2 separate regions of the Mus musculus genome follow, and region 2 is linked to region 1. Evidence: chromatin contacts called from public promoter capture Hi-C data. All regions are on one chromosome and are shown on one strand. Each heading gives the region's core, a stretch centred on a gene start, on an enhancer-like site or on the middle of the called end of the contact. The rest is flanking DNA. Distances are from core to core; before and after follow the strand shown.

What was found. Promoter capture Hi-C pulls out the DNA fragments that hold promoters and counts their contacts.
Region 2: a promoter capture Hi-C map of the SN4741 cell line shows a contact between it and region 1, with 5 times the contacts expected there. The contact joins the enhancer-like site here to the promoter of Rmdn2 in region 1. A contact is called at or near these places in 3 of 39 promoter capture datasets (the 3T3-L1 cell line, the SN4741 cell line and hippocampal neurons), 1 of 115 datasets of contacts at active chromatin or transcription factors (pancreatic cancer cells) and 2 of 9 other capture datasets (adipose tissue and pancreatic islet).

Annotation. Positions count from the first base shown.
Region 1 is chr17:79,610,485-79,616,481 of GRCm38.p6, forward strand. Rmdn2 (regulator of microtubule dynamics 2) reads left to right here and starts at 4,733. Exons shown (of 11, transcript NM_001368314.1): 1 at 4,733-4,884.
Region 2 is chr17:79,742,149-79,748,138 of GRCm38.p6, forward strand. Gm33055 (a long non-coding RNA gene) reads left to right here. Exons shown (of 3, transcript XR_385784.3): 2 at 1,108-1,179; 3 at 2,752-2,925. Among named protein-coding and RNA genes, the nearest start is that of Gm33055, 7.8 kb to the left of the region's middle. Within about 2 kb of position 4,088, at least 117 of the 459 cell types and tissues checked have an H3K27ac peak or open chromatin away from gene starts, as enhancers often do. A contact at or near this core is called in the SN4741 cell line, adipose tissue and pancreatic cancer cells, where this site is marked.

The DNA of each region.
Region 1 (5,997 bases), core at 3,483-5,982:
CACCTGGCACAATGAGTTTCTTTGCTCGAATTCTGGCAGAACCTGTGGCCGGTACAAGGAAGACTTAGGTCTGCACTAGCTGGTAAGGAGATACCACAAAGGCAGAGTGCATATCTCTTAACCTTGGTCACTGGAGAGTAATCGACTGCTACATAGCTGGCAGGGGAAGGACTGCCAATGCCAAAACACACAGATGAGTGCTCCCTGACATCAGTACTCAGCTGGAATACAACCCCAAGCCAGGATGCACGTTACCGCATAGATTGTAAAGGATCGTATGGGCTTATTTCGGAAAATGACCATCACTTGAGGCATAATTTTCATAATTTATATCTCCTGTTCTAAACAAACAAACTAAAATTGTATTGGGTTGGAATACACGAGAACTGTGGCTTTATGGGACAGAACTTCTTCTGAAATTGTTGCACTCGTAGGCTTCAGTTTTCATCTTTTTCTAGATTCACATCTCTGGGTGAGAGTCCAAATAAGTATATTAATTATAATGTTAGAAATGAAATTTTATAAATTAAAAAGGCTTTTAACTTTATTATTCAAAAAAGTCTTGAAAATAAAAAACATTACACAACTGATACTAGCCAGATCCAAAGTCTATACGTCTCAGTAAATTTCTATACACTTAGAATGCTCATCCTGATGCTGCGGGGCTTCACACGTGGCCTTTACTGACTCACTGCCTAACATACTTTTATGCACTTATCCACCACCAACACCAAAAACTCCATGACAGAGAACTGGAAAACCAATTAGTTTTATATCCTTTCTCATAATTCATTCCCCATTACCCGCATTCAGTCCTTCTGCCTCCCCTAATATTTAGTCTTTCTTGTTCTCTCTTCTGCCTGTTGTACCGTACAAGGTTTAACAGTGGCTGGTTAATTAACGAGTCCCAATTGTAACCTTAGAGAGTAAATCTGTTCTAATGATTGATTTACATAGCAAAAATGCCCCCCCCCATCTCCTGAACAATTTCTTGTAGAAAATCTGCTCCTACCGGGTAAATCACATTTCTTTGCAAAAACTGAGGTCGGGGGAGCTATGAAAACAGCGAGGGCCAACTGCTTTGCAGCAGAATGTTGACCAACCTCTTCTTTAATCAAGACTTAATTAAAAAAAATCTTCTGTCTACTCACTGCAAGTAAACATCTTCAGTCCCATGTACTGCTACCACTACTTTGTCTCATTCATCTTCAGTTGTATTTGATTCTGGTCAAAGGATGAACTGACCTCGGTTTGTCAAGGACACCCGTCCACAGAGACTCTCACAAGGACACCCTGAGTCATTATCTCTCCCGTTGAAAGAATGGAGGGGCTGAGTTACTCTTTTTAGAATCCCTTTAATTATTCTTTAGAGTTCTCTGAAGAACTCATGCAAGGACATGGCTAAAAGACTCTTCTGCAATTTCTGAAGAAACTTCATAGAATAACCTAGAAAAACTCCTGACAGCCACCAAGTAAGGTTGGTATTGATCAAACAAGGTATTGTTTAGGGCTTTCCTGGAACTTTTTCATTGAACAAAAGCATTTTTTCCATGTGAAAATTGAAAGTTTCTAATAAGAATTAAATATATTAATAAGGTAGTTATATTTTTAACAAATTGACTCAGTTTTCAATTGTTTAAGTAATGTATGTATGTATGTGTATATGTGTTTAAGTATGTATGTACATGTATATGTGTGTATGTGTACATAGATTGGAAACTTGTCACTCATTCTTATTTAAAATGCTATTTTGTAATCTTTTCATTACCAGAATAGTGGACAACCATTTTGCTATATTTAAGTAAATAATAATTTCTTGAATTCATCTATTAACCTTATGAAAATATTTAAGAACTGTAACCTTGTACATATTTAACAAACTATTATCTTGAAGTTCCCATTTAACCAAAGTTATAGTTTTTGGAATTTCTCTCTTGAAATTTCTTAGTGTTTTATAGATCTCTAAAAAAATTGAAAACAACTATTTAATTGGACACTTACATTTTTCCTTTTTTCTCCATATCTCACTCCTAATGGACTCTAAACATGATGAGCATGACAATTTTACATCCTGTTGCTAAGCCTGTATGGTTACCCCTCAGGAACCAAGTGTTCAGAGTTAAGAGTTCAGTTCCTCTTCCAACAAAAGCATTGAGGGCTGGACCTTAATTAGCTGAAGTGGGTAAGGAATACAGACTCCATCATGATAGGCCTGCTGAGAACAGCTGAGGGAGGCTGAGTCCAGTGTTCGATCAAAGGTGGCCTATCCAGTGGGGCTTACGTGGGGTAAAGAGGAAAGCTTTTCAAAGATTGGCTTGATTTTACCTCTAGAGCTGGTGGTGTGGCTTGGACATACTTTTCCCCCTTTCAAGATTTCAGTGTCATCACCAGTAATGTTATTTATCTCACTAGATTTTTTATAAGAGGACAGAATAAGAGAGCACATTTAAAGAATTAAGCCAGAGGAGCTTGAGAGACAGTTCAGCCCTTAAGAGCACTGGCTACTCTTCGATTGAACCCAGAGCCAATTCCCAGCATCCACCTGGTTGCTCACAACCACCTGTATATCCAGCTCCAGGTGACCCAACCCCCTCTTCTAGCCTGTGTAGACAAGGCACACACACTGTACACAAACACGCACGCAGGCAAAACATCCATAAACATAAAATAAAAATCAATAAATCTTTAAAAGAATGAAGCCAGAGAACTGGGAATAAGACTCATCAGACCCTTTCCCTTTCTGCGGAACATTTCCTTCAAGCTCTCTGAGAAATGCGGGTGAGTTTGCTGTTTGGAAACAGGAGTTGGAGACTTCATAACTGAACTGAAGGACTGACAGTTCAGCACTGTTCACAATGAAGTTGAGACTAAAAAACTTTATAGGTGAATGGGAAAAAATCATGGAATGTGGGTTCTAATAGTTGACTGCTATCAATCCTTGAGTTTTACAATAAAATTCCTATCAAATTCTTGACAAAAGGAAAAGTGATTCAGGCCAAGGAAACAGACAGGACACTTAATTGTCTTCAAACCAAACAGTTTGTTTCCCTCAATGGATGTCACAGGTGATTAAGGAATTAGAACTCAGAAACACAAAAGGCACAGGCAAGCAGTAATTATGTCGTAGGGACCAGCGTAGGCTGAAAGCAGCAGGAGGTTTAGACTTCCTTAAACTATTTTTTGTTTGTTTGTTTGTTTTTTGTTTTTTCCAAGACAGGGTTTCTCTGTGAAGCCCTGGCTGTCCTGGAACTCACTCTGTAGACCAGGCTGGCCTCGATCCGCCTGCCTCTGCCTCCCAAGTGCTGGGATTAAAGGCGTGCGCCGCCACGCCCGGCTACTTCCTTAAACTCTTTATCCTTTCATGCATAAACTTTTTTTTTTTTTAATTATATGTAAGTACACTGTAGCTGTCCTCAGACACTCCAGAAGAGGGAGTCAGATCTCATTACGGATGGTTGTGAGCCACCATGTGGTTGCTGGGATTTGAACTTCGGACCTTCGGAAGAGCAGTCGAGTGCTCTTACCTGCTGAGCCATCTCACCAGCCCTCGTGCATAAACTTTTAAAGCACAAATGAACCCCGAGGGACAAGGAATGTGTCCAATAGCTTCTCAAGGGAAAGAGATCAAGGTTGGTGGATTTACCAAGACTAGTATAACCCAGTATGAAAGGAACACCATGTAAGAAGAGATGCCGGGTGGTTTGTTTACAGAGGAGAATGACTAGAGACCGGTCCTGTGAGGGTGTGCTGGGCCATGTCTCCAGCTCCAGCATGCTGTGCTTTTAGTAAAATGGCAGAAGCTAGGTTGTAATAAACTTGATTTCACACTAGGAAGTAAAAATTCTATAATGTGAAATTGTTTTCTTCAATTTCCTTCAGTAAAGAATAGTATATTGTACAATCAATCAACCCTGATTCTTTTTACAGCGGTTTGGTTCTTATGTTTTTGATAAACAGGGGTGCATCCATTTTTAATTCTATTCAGTTCATTGATGGGAACTTTAGTAATTAAGACTGTTCTCAGCCGGGCAGTGGTGACGCACGCCTTTAGTCCCAGCACTTGGGAGGCAGAGGCAGGCGGATTTCTGAGTTCCAGGCCAGCCTTGTCTACAGAGTGAGTTCCAGGACAACCAGGGCTATATAGAGAAACCCTATATTGACCCTCCCCCCAAAAGACTGTTCTCATCAAGTCAAAAGTTTAAGTCAACCATGCTCCAAGTGAGAGCTTTACAGAGGGGCATTTAAGCAGTTTTTTAAAAGTTTGACAGAATTATCATTACACAATCTGCAGAGCGTGATGCTGTGCAAACCTTCAACACCAGCCACCTGAATCCAAGAAGACTGGTTTTGAACTGAAAGCAACTCAAAACAGCAGGGGACAAAGAGGCTGGGAATTTGGTTCATAGAACATCAAAGTGAGTTGAAGTCAGGAAAACCAGATGATGGTGCAAGAAGTCTGCGTTTGACTGAAGGAAGGTTAAAAGTTGTGCCGTGGGGGTGGAGGTGAGCTAAGGGCGGGGAGGCCTTGGAAGCCATCGGTGGCAGGGATGGCCCAGTGGATGCGCCGGGTGGAGGGGGGCAGTTGCCTCCGAGGCGGCCTGCGGGGCGCTCTGCGGGGCTCAGCTTTCCGGGTCGAGAGAAGCAGGCCCGGAGCCCGGGGCTGAGCAGTGCTGGCGGCCGGAGGAGGCGGGAGCCCCGGGCCGCTAGCGGCTCCTCCCCCGGCGCCTCCGTTATCTGGGTCAGACACGAAGGCCACCACGCAGGACCTTGGGACCCGCAGGCTGCACAGGGTTCCACTCGGCCATCCTCTCCTGGCTCGCCCGCTCGCCCGCGGGTCCCGGTTCCCTGGCTCCAGCCCCAGAGAAGCCTGCGCAACGACTCCGGGTGCGTACCTAGCCAGGGAAGGGGTACCTGGGCGGGCTGGGCTCGGCAGCCCGGGTCCGACGGGCGGTGGGGCGTGTGGAAGAAGGCGGCGGCACTTCCGGCGGCTGCTCCACTTCCGGGTCGCGGCCTGCCGCCTGGTGACCTGGGGCTGCGGGCACTCCTGGCACCATCCTAGAGGAGCCTGCGCCCTGGAGAGGTGGCTTCCTGACCCCCGAGCCCAGGCGACCACCGGAGGCGGGCACCGCGCCTCTGCTCCTGCCTCAGGCTCGCGCCAACCTTGTTCTCTTTGCGTGCCCCCCAACTAAAAAAGAAAAAAATTTTGATTGTCTGCCCTTTTTTATACAAACATGGAAACTAGACTAACAGCACTACTACTAACATTTGCAAATAAGTTGAATACTAAAAGGCTCCAAATTTAAATTATAGATGAGGAAATGCATGAAAGTCTGATGGAGTGTTAGAATTCAATGGTAAAGTACTTGCATCGCTGAATACATGATAGCCCCAAGAACTCCGTCCGAATGTTGCCTTCCGAAGCTTGAAACTTAAAGCTGATTTGTAAGGCATGTTGCTTGACCCTCTTGGTCGTTTTCGTTCCTCTTGTTTATGGGTTCGAGCTCTTTATGCCTTCCCCTTATCCCAAGGACCAGCTGATGAATTCGTATGAATGTTTCTTAGGAGCTCGTTCTAAACATTCAAGTTACTTTAAGAACATTAATGTCTAGAGGTAAAACTAAGACATGAACGCAATGTTTTCTTTTAAAAGCATTGTGTGTCCTAGTTCCCTTGGAAGTCAACATTTCATTGTTTCACTAGGTGACTCGCTGCTAATAACCTTTGGTTGTGTACTGTATTAATTTTAGGTCATTTATGCAAACATAATAGCTATCCTTTTTCATCGTAAGTGATTTATAACTGGAAGTTTGTAAACTAATAATGTTTTGCTTCCAAAATGCAAACTTGCATCTTAAAATGAGTTGTAAAGTCTGCTCAATAAATTTTAGTTGCCTTATCTGTACTCAGGACAAGAGTATACTACTATAGTCAAGAGTCTAAAAACAATTTAAGTAATTTTATACAACCTTTTAAAGTACACCGTAGGCAAGCAGATTC
Region 2 (5,990 bases), core at 2,838-5,337, 130 kb after region 1:
GCCCTGCTTTGTCTGCCTCCAGCACTCTCTGTGGGGGTGAGTGAGGTCACTGTGCCCGTTGGGGATGGCACAAAGTACAGGAAGCTACCGGTTCTTCATAAAACAACATTTATGACAATAGGTTAGGCTTTTATTTCCCCTGGAGATTTAAGTTCCTGACATGTATTTGCTACCTAATAAATATTGGCTAAATGAAAACATACTGAGCCAAGAAAAATTAGTTTAAATATTTAATTGGGGCTATCAAGATGGCTGGATGCATAAAGGTACTTGCCACTAAAGCTGAAAACCTGAGTTTTATCTCTGGAAACTACATGGTGCTGAGTATACACACACACACACACACACACACACACACACACACACACACACACACACAAACACACGCACACGCACAAGCACACACGCACACACACAGGAAGGAAGGAACGAAGGAATGAAGGAACGAAGGAAGGAAAAAATAGAGACAACAGATTAACTAGTGAAGTTGATTGCCCAGCTATATCCACTCCACACAAAGCCATCTCTAAATTATGTCAGCCACAGGGTACACTGTGTTTATTCTGGAATCGTTCCTGGGTCACCTGACCACCCATATCTGTAGACTTCTCCCACATCCATCCAAGTGTCATCGAGGATAAGTACTTTCTCTTCCGCTGACCTGCTGGCCCCAGATGATGCTGTGTCCCAAATGAGCGGAAAGTACCCAAGAAATATTACAGCCAACCTCCCCCATTTTCCACTTGAAAGCAACCTCCCTCCAAAAGAAAAAAATCTCAAGGTCTAAGGAAAGATTAAGACTCAAACTGTTCAGGTCAGAGGTGAAAATGGCAGTGGTTCACTGATGTGCTTTGAGTAGGCGGTTGGAGGTGGCCAGTTCCCAAGCAAGTACTGTTAAAGAAAGCACATACAGGGACACCCAAGAGTCTCCTCTGCTCTGAAAACAAACATCCCTCCATAATTAGAAACAGCTTTATTCATGAGCCAGATGTCCATGCCTCCCTCTTGATTATTTTCAAAAACCATCATAAAATTATTAGTGGCAGTGTGAAATGTCCTGGCTTGTCTCTATTTTATTTTAATCTGTCCATCCTTATATTTTCTCAGTCTGATGGAAACCCTGGCAATTGGATTCCTCTCCAAGGTTTTATGTACTGAGGAGAAGCGGTGCATGGTAAGGTATGGATATACATTGAACTTTGGTCACCAGAAATCCTACCATACACAAAGAGCTTACAAAAGTTTCACAAAATGTCTTTTAATAACTCTTCTCTCTCTTGCACACACACACACACACACACACACACACACACACACACAGAGAGAGAGAGAGAGAGAGAGAGAGAGAGAGAGAGAGAGAGAGAGAGAGAGAGAGCGCTATCACTCCCTATGGAGAATGACTGGAAGTTCTTGGAAGCAGGAGGTCTGTGGCATGAGTAATATAATATACATGAATATGTTAAATTCTGGAAACCATTGGGAAGGGACATTAATCAGATAGAGAAAGTCCAGAGCATTGGACAGCACAGCTGTGATGAACCAAAGATATTTCAGGACCAGGTCTGTGTCCTGTCCTCTCTTGTCTCTAGTCTGCAAACTCCTTTATATTAAAAGGATGTGTGTATGATCTATGGCTTATGTACAATTGTTGAGGGCAGGACAGATAGGTTAACAAAGGCATACAAGGTAGAGGGTGTGACAGCTCATTTTAAACACTTGAGAATTATCACAGATTAGGGACAGAGACCTATTATCTGTTGGTGTCTAGAACAAAATAGAGCTGTCTAGGGAAAGGCACAGGAGCATAGCTCCCGCTCTTGGAAAAAGACTGTGTGGATGCTGGACCCATTCTCCGTACCCAATCTTGAATATTTGAGGAACAAATGAAGACATGTGGGCATGTGGTTAAGTTAGTTACCTGTCTAAGAAATACTCATTCGATCTGATGCCAGAAGATGCTGAGAGGAGGGTGGATAGGCAAGTATCTTAGTTTGCTTTGTGATGCTGTGATAATGACAACACAACAACAACAACAACTTGGGAAGGGAAGGGTGTGTTTGGCTTGTGTGTCTGACCACAGTCCACCACTGAGGGAAGCCCAGGGAGGAACCTGGAGGCAGGAACTGAAGCAGGTGCCACAGAGGAGTCCTGCTTACTGACTTTGCTTTCATGGCTTGCTCATCCTGCTCTATTATACAATCCCGAACCAACCACCCAGGGATGGTGTGGTCTATAGTGGATTGGGCCCTCTCTCTTCAATCTTTAATCAATAGAAAACCCTACAGAGTAAATCCCATGAGGAAATTTTCTCAATTAAAGTTCCCCCTTCCAAGATGACTCTGGCTTATATCAAGGTGACAAAAAAAAAAATACTACCCAGGATAGCACCAAAGTGGGAGAATAAGCAAGGCTGATTCTTTCTCTTTGAAATTTGCAGTATGTCAAGGAATGCAAACAATCACGTGATAGTCACGTAGGTGCAAGGTAAGATGGACCAGGAGAGGGGAAGTAGGACATCTCATTCTCATAATGGATGCTCAGGGATTCCAAAAGACTTAGGTCAAGTGAACAGGAGGTGAGATGAGGCAGGGGAATAATTTCAGCATACATAAAATCTACAATGGAGGCAACAGTGGCCCTCAAAGAATAACACTTGGAGAACCCTCCACTGTCTTGAAACAGGCCACACCTTTAAGTTCTACCTCTACTTATCCTTGGCCTGAAATTGTTCTCCCCATTTCTCCTTTGCAGATTAACCTTGCTTGATGACTGAGACCTGCTTTGGAAAAACAAGGCAAATGTGCCCAGGCTCTGGAAGAGGGAGAATTTGTCTTCTGACACACATTTCTATCTTCAGAAATTCCTGACAATCTACAGCCCTGTTAAGGCATGAAAAATATGTCACTAGCGTTGACTCAATACAGAGGCTATTAATTAATAAAAAATAATTACATGCTGTCTCTGTGGTATTTATTAGAGCTAAGCAGTGAAAGAACCTCCAGGAAGAACGGGAAGCTTTGCCTTGATTCTGTCAATGGTCAGGACCTTGATGACCTCAAAAACTCCATGCAGGGGCCAGAGAGCTGCAAGGTCCTTGTTCTCTCAGCTCTAACACCAGAAACGGAGGCCAGCGCATCTGACTACAAGATTTCTAACTTTTTAAATGTTCAGAAGAGCCCTGGATGGCAAGCAGGCAGGAATTATTCACGGGAAATTAGGAACCAAAGAATTCAAGTAATTGATTCAGATTTACAGCAGGGACAAGACTGAATTTGTCTGCATTTTCCAGTCCAGAAGTCCTGGAATGTGGGAAGAGTGAGGACCCTTCATTCTGGAATGCACCACCTCGAGGTTACTCACTCGGGGAGGTTTCGAGGGAAGAGAGTAGAATCTTAATAGAAATGAACAAGATCTGCAAGGACAACAAAGATTGGTGGGGTTGTGTTGCAGTGCCAAAAAGCTTGCATGCTGACGAGTTTGCATTTCCTAGAGACGAGACAAAGTAGGACTTTGCCGGGAAATCCTGAATTTCTCAACCCCGGCGGTCAGTTATCCAACTGACTTTTTACAGGAAATTGTCCATCACTCTGGAAATCTTATGTGACATAAATGTGACTCTGGGATTCTATAGACTAGCTCGATTAAAGACAGAAATCTTTTATAACCTACAGGTTTAGAACTGCTGACATTATTGTTACATTTATTTTTTCCATAAAACTATGTAATATGGAAATGTACTATTACAAGGCATTTAATCTTCTGTCTTTAAGCCTTCCTTAAAAACAAGCAAACCCAAGGAGAATGAAGGTGGATTGAGAATAGCAATTTATTTTTAATTAAAAAAAAAATCAGTCTTGGCCTGCCTCAAGAAGGGCTGCATCCTTGGACAAATGACCGAGTGTCTTAGTTTCTTGACTTCCCCTGCAGCAAATAGTGGGGTTAGAGGAGGTCATCTTTATTGTCCAGCTCAGCCTAAGACACAAGGAGCAAACTTGACTGCATTCTTTTCCTTAGATGTTGGAGTGGGGGAGTGCTCCCAGTCCTCCACGCTGTACAAAAGCAATCTGCTGAGTCACCTTCATTCTTTGTCCAAAGAACAGAAAGCCCCAACCACAGTCTGGCACTGCTTTCAAGAGCTACAGCCAGTGACACACTCCTAGAGTAAGCAAAGACTATTTACACTTCCAAGGGAAAATTATGTTGGAGGGGCACACAAGGCCTGACCTACTGGAAGGCCAGTTTAGTTTAGTGGTTAAGAGATTAGGCTCTGGTGTCAGGCAGACGTGAGTAAATGGGCCGTAGTCTAATGACCTTGGTCAGGAGAGTTCTGAGGACCAAGTGGCCATTCAAGTAGGGAGGGCTAGCTGTGAGACTGTGCATCCCACAGGGAGCATTGAATGCTTATAAAAGGAAAAACAGTATGAGATGCCACACACATTATATAGGCTAGGTTTTTAAAGGAAACACTATTCGTTCTCTTAACATTCCTGGCAAAGTTATTTGCCAAAGGTAAGAGGGTCAGACAATCAGGGCGGAGTGAAACAACCTCGGCTTAAAGGGAGAATGTGTGACTGGGTGTTTGAATCAGTTGGTTGCACCCTAATGAAGGATTACAGTGAGACGTGGCGGAAAGACAGAAGGATCAGTAAAAAAGAAACGAAGACAGTTAATGAGGATAAAGTTGATTATTTCTATTGTCAATAGAAGGCATTTCTAAGCAAATTCTAACCATTTTTATCAAGAAGAAGGAGTGAAGTAGCTGCCTTGTGTTCCCATTTAAACAAATGCATGGGCATTTCTATGAGCATGTGGAACTCACTGAAAACTTAGGCATTGTGCACTTTGAAACATCTATGTGTATTCTGAACGTGCCCATCGCAGCCGATAGAGTTCTTCACAGCGTCCGTGTATCACTCCCTGTGTTCCCAGCTTCTCTCTCAGCGAGGATAGCACACCCGGTGATTTGGCACTAGTCACTAGTGGCCTCACGTGAACCTGCCAGCTGCCACGGGATGGTAGAGTCCACGACTAGTTCGTGCAAGTCTGCAGCTGCCTCATTCTGATGCACAGAAGTATAACAAGTTGCTAAAGCTTGGGCTGTCAGTCCAGATGCCTGTGGGAAGGGTTTTGGTTCCATTGCTTCCTGGATGTGTGACCTAGGGCAGTCACTTTAAAGCCCCACTTCCACATCTGCACAAATGGAGCTGGTGGCAGAACTCACTTCATGTGGAGGGCCAGGAGTCAGTGCATAAAACCTAATATATCCCCATAGTGTGTTCAGTACCCATGAAATGGCTATGTTCTTTTCCTGCAAACTCTAAGGTTAGGTGCTTACGGTTGGCCTTAAATTCAGAGACAGGAGCCCATTTAACTATAAAGTAAAATCATGGAGTTGGATTTTACAGGAAGGAAATGCCATAACCTTAGTCCCATTTTAATGCATGTCCCATATCAAAGTATAGTCTCATACCAAAGCAATGCCTATTTTCCAGTGCAGTGTATAAATGTAGCATTTTTTTCACCAGATATGATTGTCTCAGAGGCTTACTGCTAAATAAGCTCACCATTTCTAGTCTTTCTGAACTCTGGCTGGTTCAGCTCAGCTGTTCTGCCTCAAAACTCCCCTCCAAGCTGGCTGATTCAAACTGGCTTCTCTTGGCTTCTGGTGAAATTGTTCTGAATTCCATGAACTAAACTGTACTCGCTGCACAAACTGAACAGACTGGGATGGGATTGCACACACTCCGCTGAATTCAACTGCATTCAACTGAACTGCACCAAACTCCTATGAGCTGGACTCAACCGACCTGCTTTCATTGGACCTGTCTTCCCTCCTGACTTAATCTGTGCAGTGTTTACATCACCTCTCTTTCCTGCCTGTATTTCATGAGAGTCAGATCTTCCTCTGATTTGCACTTTGTATGCTCCTCAGTTAGGCATCGCTTTCAAACATGGCTTCTTTCTTCTACAGACCAACTTTACCTTTATTG